Regions from separate parts of the Mus musculus genome. Here region 2 is linked to region 1. Evidence: chromatin contacts called from public HiChIP or PLAC-seq data. All regions are on one chromosome and are shown on one strand. The core of a region is the stretch at or near the end of the contact, and the rest is flanking DNA. Distances in the headings are between cores, read along the strand shown. Region 1 holds the start of Lad1 (ladinin). Region 2 overlaps Pkp1 (plakophilin 1).

Region 1 (3,128 bases), core at 431-2,930:
ACCCTCGGCGCATACCTTCCCTGGGGTGTGTCTGACCTCTAAGGCAGCGTGGGCTCCCTTTCCAGAGCATTGGTTCTCACCCTCCTTGGAGCCTATCCTTCCCCTTCACTGGATACCATGGCCCTCTCTGCACTGAGGCTGAGGTGAGGGACAGCCATACTTCAGAGCAGTGTCCTAAGGCTCTGAGGAGGAAGTCTTCAAACCAAAGGATGAACTGTGACAGACTGTGACTGAAAGACTCTGATGCCCTCAGGGAGGTGCTGAGGGGCAGCAGCTCTCAGTGTGAGAGATGCCTTGATAGGAGGTGGTACCCATACTGGGCTGCACCTGCAGTCGTAGCTCCGACCCCACAAAAGACCTGAAGACTGAAAGCCCACTTGAGAGAAGCCAAGAGGCCAATTTTACCCTGACTGGAACCTGAGGAATAGAAAGGACAGGGCTCTGGCCGGAGCCTCTGTTACCTTTAGGACAAAGGATGCCTTCCCAGTTAGGGACTCAGTGTGAGGAATTGGAAGAACGGATGCTCATTCCAACACTTCTGGAGAGGGAGGGGCAGCTCCAAGAGGAGCCACAAAGAGAGGGGCGGCCTCCTAGATACTGACCCCTCCTAGGCTTCTCTGACCCTGATAGGCTGTCCAGCAGGCAGAAATGGCAAAGATATTCTCTGACCCATTGAGATTCACAAACACAGATTGTAGCGCAGACAAGGATAACATCTTACCTCAAGTGGCATAGATACCACTCCAAATGTTGTGCTCAGAATTTGAGCCTCTCTTTGGGATGGGGTGGGGGTGCTACTTTCTCTGATTCTATTCACACACCCGGGTTCTGTTGACTCCATAAGGTGGGGCTAAAGGACACTTCCCAGATCCATTCTAAAACTCTTAACAGAGGCGCAGAGGCTGAGGGTCCGCTCAAGAATAAGTCTTGGGGTAACTCTTGAATTTTCCCAGCCCCCTAAAACGGTCCCTTGCCCTCACAGACAGTAGCACCCTGGGCTGTCCAGGCTGCGGAAAAGCCTTACCCTAAACGTACTGGTTAAGACCTAAGGGGACAGGAAGCTGAGAAGGAGCAAGGAGACCACCCGCTCTGTCACCTAGGGGGACCAGAGTTTGGTCTCAATTCTATCCCCACCGAAAAGCAACAAGACCAGTGTCTCACTTCGTCCGGAGAGCAGGCCTGTGTCTGGGAGAGGAGATCCGAAGGGGCACAGCTCCCACCCCCCAGCCTCGGGCCACCCGGCCCCTGTGGCTGCACTCACCTGGACAGCGCGGACCAGTCCTTTCTGCTGACCGACATGCTGCCGAGCCCCACGGCCGCCGCGTGCCGAGCTCCCTGCTCCGCCGCTCACCTGCGGCCCCTCCCCGCGCCAGGTAGGGTCACATGGCCGCTTATCTCAGCCCGGCTCGGCCCCGCGCCGCCGCGCTCCCATTCGCCGGCCGGAGGAGCGGCCTCTGAGGTGTGGGCGTCCCAGACAAAGCCGCGCTGATCACCGCTGGGGCGGGTCTCCCGCGCGGCCGCTCTGCGGGACGGTCGCACCGAGCTGCGGGCTGCACCCACGCCGGGGCTAGCGCGGGGCTGCTCTGCTGCCCCGGGCGAGGGCGGGAGACTTCCTGCTCAGAACCAGTTGGACCAGCTCGGCGCCGGCCCGCGTCTTCCCTGGGAGTCGCGGTCCAGAGTGCCAGGGAGTCGGGGAGGGGGTTGGGGGGAGGACGGAACCCAAAGATCGGGGTCAGGCTGAGCTCGCTGCCTGGAAATCGACTTAGCCGGCAGAAACCCAAGAGCTGGAAGGCAGGGAGAAAGGTTAGATCAGGTACCGTAGTCTTGGGTGTAGAGTGCCTGCAACGGTGAAGAAGTAAGGGGCTCCTAGAAAACACCCCGGGGGTCAGAAACTACCTGAAAGACTCGGCTTAGATAAGCAGACACTGCGTAAGAAAACCAGCCCCTCCTCAAAGGAGCTGAGACTCAAGCCCGCCAAAATAGAGTGGACACCGCTATGAAAAACCATATGCGCCAAAAGCACGGTCCTGTTCCTTGATACCCCACAGGTGTATAACTGTGTCGTAGGAAGAGGGTCCATAAGTAACTGAGATTAATACTGCAATAACCTGAGGCAACTCGGACACCACCCGTGGGAACCCGTGGGAACCCGTGGGCGAGCGCAGCACCAGCTGCTTTCCACTCGGGAACCTACCTCCTTACTGAATGTGTAAGGTCAGATACCTAGATGGGGAATTTTATTTTCCTTGAAAGATCAGAAATGGAATCAATAGCTGCTACTGGCACTGTTCAGAGAAGGCTGGGGTGCTGCCCAGCACACAGGATGGGATGTCAGAGTCTGGCCTGATTGCCTCTCGAGATCTACCTGCCTCTGCCTCCTGAAAGCTGAGGATGCTGGAATTAAAGGCAGGAGCCACCACTTCGAGCTGGAGGGGCCATTTTTGTAATCTACAAAGGAAACGAAGAAGGGGATGGGGGAGGAGTGTGTAATCAAAGGTGACACTGAACAGGAAGTGGGGTTAGCAAGAGCTTTGGGAAGCTGAACTGTGGGCCCAGAAGTGATTCACATACCTCTGCCCGATGTGAGAGGAACTGGGATTCAGGACAAGGATTCCAGAGTCAGGGATTCAGGTCAAGGGACAAGGATTCCAGAGGTCTTAGGGAGGAAGTTGACCAGAGACCAACAGAGGGTTTCTTGCCATTTGGACCTTATGATACTCCATTTGGGGACCTGTCTCCATATGGTCAAGCTGTCAACTGCATTCAACACCCATTTGAATTAAAGGTTTTAGAAAAAGCTGTCCAATAGTTCATTGGATGTTGGTGTGGGAGCTCGGAGAGACTTGGCACTGTGCGCCCCGTAGCCCATGGACAGGGGATGAGTGGGAAAGAGGAGGGAGGGAAGTTTCAATAACATGGAGTTGGAATCTGTGTCCATGTCCTGGCTTCCAAGCATTGAAAGGGAATCTCGCCTCAGAGTCGCCTCAACACTTTGCTGGGCACAGGTGTGCTCAGTAGCAGTTTGGATCAGTAGCAGTTTGAAGGATCACACAATTTTGGGAAGGTCATCCATCCTGTTGAAGGTGACATTGGGAGTCTGAGTCATGGAAAGCTGATATCCAGGGGGT
Region 2 (3,128 bases), core at 381-2,880, 77 kb before region 1:
AGGAGGAAGGAGAGGATCTGATCAAGCAGGGAGGAGGATGTAGAGATGGAGGGCGCTGTAGCTGCTATGGCGATCGGTTCTGATAGCAGTTGGTACCTGCTCAGTTTCATGCCTCTCACTGTATATGAGGAGACCCTAGGGGCTTCTCACCCCCATAAGGAGGACCTGGAACCTACAGCCAAGGAGGCCAGGTCACAGGAACACTGGGTGTCTCCAGAGAGAAAGACACCTCCCAAAAGCCTCTCAGGCTACTGATCAGAGTTCTGTAGTGCCCCCAGACCTGGGCTGCAGCCATCTAGATGCTTTGGGAGCTCCGTCTTCAGTTATCTGCAAATGTCTCGTAATACCATTATTACGTATTGTATTGGTAGGTGCTCCCAGTTCATGCTCTTCGGAGGTCAAGAGAGACCCTGAGTGTTTGTTACTGGCCAGCTTTCTCACAAAGTCTACGTACACTTTCGAGATGGGCACCCAAACGTTTGTTTTTTACATTTTAATGTTTTTCTAAGGTGGCTCATCCCTATAATCCTAACAGTTAGGAGGCTGAGAAAGAATAATTATGACTGGACAATGAGTTAAGACTATTTCAAGCAGACAGACAGACAAAAAAATCAGTAACAAAACGTATTTGGGCCCTGGAGCTGGACTACAGTGGAGTCTGCCGTTGTTCCTCTTCTCAGATAGGAACTGGTTGCCAATGGGGAAGAGGAGGTGCAGACCTTTAATCCTAGCACTCAGGAGGCAGAGGCAGGTGGATCTCTGTGAGTTCAAGGCCAGCCTGGTCTACAGAGCAAGTCCCAGGACAGTCAAAGATATACAGGGAAACCCTGTCTTGAAAAACCAAAGAAACAAAACAAAACTGTTAACCAGACAGTACCTTTGGGATCATGGGCATCTCTCGGGTGTTTCTGGAGTGCCCCTGAGTTTCAGGCTGTGGTGACATAATTGCAGCTGTGTCTCTTTGCCTTTGAGACTCCACAAAGAGGAACACCCACCCCAGCCTCCTTCAAGGCCAAGTGGCACCTCTGTGCCTGAATGGACATCGGGGAGTCCGACCAGTGTGGTTGTCCTTACAACTGTGTGCCAGGAAATAAGAAGTCCAGCCCAGTTTGGGCCCTCTGCTTCTCAAGACGAGTCAGAGACTGACTCTCTCCCTGATGAAGTTCCATCTTTAGTAACTCAGATCTCAGCAGCTCACTTACTGACTCAGACTGCTAAATAAGCAACCCTCTGTGCCTTTCAGAGAACTCTCTATGCCTTGGGTCCTGTGTGCCCCTCTTGGATGCCTTGTTGGTAAAGGAACAGAGTCTAAAAGGCCCAGGAACACTCAACAAAGTATCTGCATATCAGATATAGCTTGTTCCGCAGGAGTGGACAAATCCCTAGTAAAATGCAAGACAGCTTGTTGTCATTACTGTGTAAGGGTCCTCAGTGGGCACAGACAGGCAATGGTAGTTGAGAGATTAACAACCATGAAGCCTGTCCTGCAGGGGCTTTCTGGTCAGGTCCTTTCTCTAGAAAGCTCTCTCTGGGCCCACAAGGGATGAGGACTCTGTGAAGTTGTATGCATACTGGCTTTCATGCAAAGGGCGTGGGGAGATTGCCTTGCTGAACATGGCCCTGTTGGACACTCCACTGGGTGTGTGACTTGCCAGGCAGAGAAGGGTGTGTCCTGTGGCAGAGCCAGTTTGGCCAGCCCCACCTTGTTGGCAGAAGCGTGGTTTCAAAATGGGCTAATAGCTGGGGACACGGACACTCTTTTCATCTTGGCCTGCCTTGCACATACAGCTCCCAAAGAGCTAGGCAGTTTCTGTCTGGTTATGCAGAATCGAAATAGAATTTTCTGGGATCAGCCAGGTATCAGCTATATCCCAGGTCAGGGTAAAGGGAAGTGTCCTGAACCTCAGCAGAGCTCAGTCTGTGCCACCTGTCTTGCCCTGCTCAGAGGCCCTCCTATCCTCTACCAGCCCACTTCATCTGTGGTAGACTCCTGGGCAAGGAGGCCATGGGGAACCCAGTGCTCAACAGCAACTGGAGCCTCCATTCCCAGGAGAAATCCTCTCTTTTCCACCAGTGCATGCTGGGAACCCAGCCACTGCTCACACACACACACACACACACACACACACACACACACACATAGACACACACACACTACCACCACCACCACCACCACTACCACCACCACTCATCGGGCTAGGCACAGTAAAATGCCTTTTGCTTGAAAAGCTTGGGAGAATAAATGAGCCCTGCTGTGATAACCAGAGAGCAGACAAGACCAGGGGATATTAGGTGTGCAGCTGGAGGAGTCCAGCTGTGGGCATCCAGAGCCAGGAAGGGGCACAACAGACTCGATGTAGATGACAGGTTTGGGCAGAGACTTGAGAGAAATGTAGAGTTCAAATGGTGGGCAGAGAGCAGGTGAAGCAGGGGCCCAGGGTATGTCTGCTGTTGTGGGACAGTGTGAGAGGGAGGTGTTAGGAGGGAAGAAATGGCTGGCTGTGGGGGTTATAGAGGGCTAGAGGGAATAGGGTCAAGTTGATGTGCTTGCCTGGTAAGTAGCAGAGATACAGTAAGCTCTGCAGCAAAGTTGGGACTGACGGAAGCTTTGCCTGAGAAAGGCAGGTCTGAGTGTCTGAGGAGGCAGGGCCAGGGGGACCCTGGGGTCTGGTGGGAGAAGTTAGGAAGTGCCTAGGACCACAGTCCGATCGGTAGCAATACAAAAGAAGAAAGCAGAGAGAACAGTCAGGTGGGTGCCACCTCGTCCAGAATGGCTGCTTACTGTCCTGCCCGAAGACTTCAGCAAATACAGGTTTCTTGGGCCGTAGGAGCTTAAGAAATGTATTGGTTTGCTTTGATCCAGCTCACTCTAGAACTCACGTTCCTTGCCTACACAGTGACCCAGTGGGCTCCTGAGAGCTTCCTACCTAAGGATGAGCCGGAAGAGAGGGAGCATCAGTGTGGGTTGAAACACCTCCGTCTTCAGGAAGAAGGAGAAGAATGAAAGAAAACATTTGGGGCAGAGGGCAGGGGGCCTTAAAGGCAGAGCCACTAAACAACCTGGGGGCTTCTCTAGCATAATGAAGAAGTGTCTTCCTCAGATGCAGGAACAGCCACGCAAGGAAACA

What was found. HiChIP or PLAC-seq counts read pairs in DNA pulled down with a chosen protein or histone mark.
Region 2: an HNF4G HiChIP or PLAC-seq map of pancreatic cancer cells shows a contact between it and region 1. The contact joins the enhancer-like site here to the promoter of Lad1 in region 1. A contact is called at or near these places in 3 of 39 promoter capture datasets (embryonic stem cells and macrophages), 1 of 484 Hi-C or Micro-C datasets (cerebral cortex), 1 of 115 datasets of contacts at active chromatin or transcription factors (pancreatic cancer cells) and 2 of 9 other capture datasets (liver and pancreatic islet).

The regions. Positions count from the first base shown.
Region 1 is chr1:135,817,150-135,820,277 of GRCm38.p6, reverse strand. It overlaps Lad1 (ladinin), which reads right to left and starts at 1,680. Exons shown (of 10, transcript NM_133664.3): 1 at 1,262-1,680. The coding sequence starts at 1,299.
Region 2 is chr1:135,894,108-135,897,235 of GRCm38.p6, reverse strand. The region is part of intron 2 of Pkp1 (plakophilin 1); the gene reads left to right. Among named protein-coding and RNA genes, the nearest start is that of Pkp1, 24 kb to the left of the region's middle. Within about 2 kb of position 1,630, at least 20 of the 459 cell types and tissues checked have an H3K27ac peak or open chromatin away from gene starts, as enhancers often do. A contact at or near this core is called in pancreatic cancer cells, where this site is marked.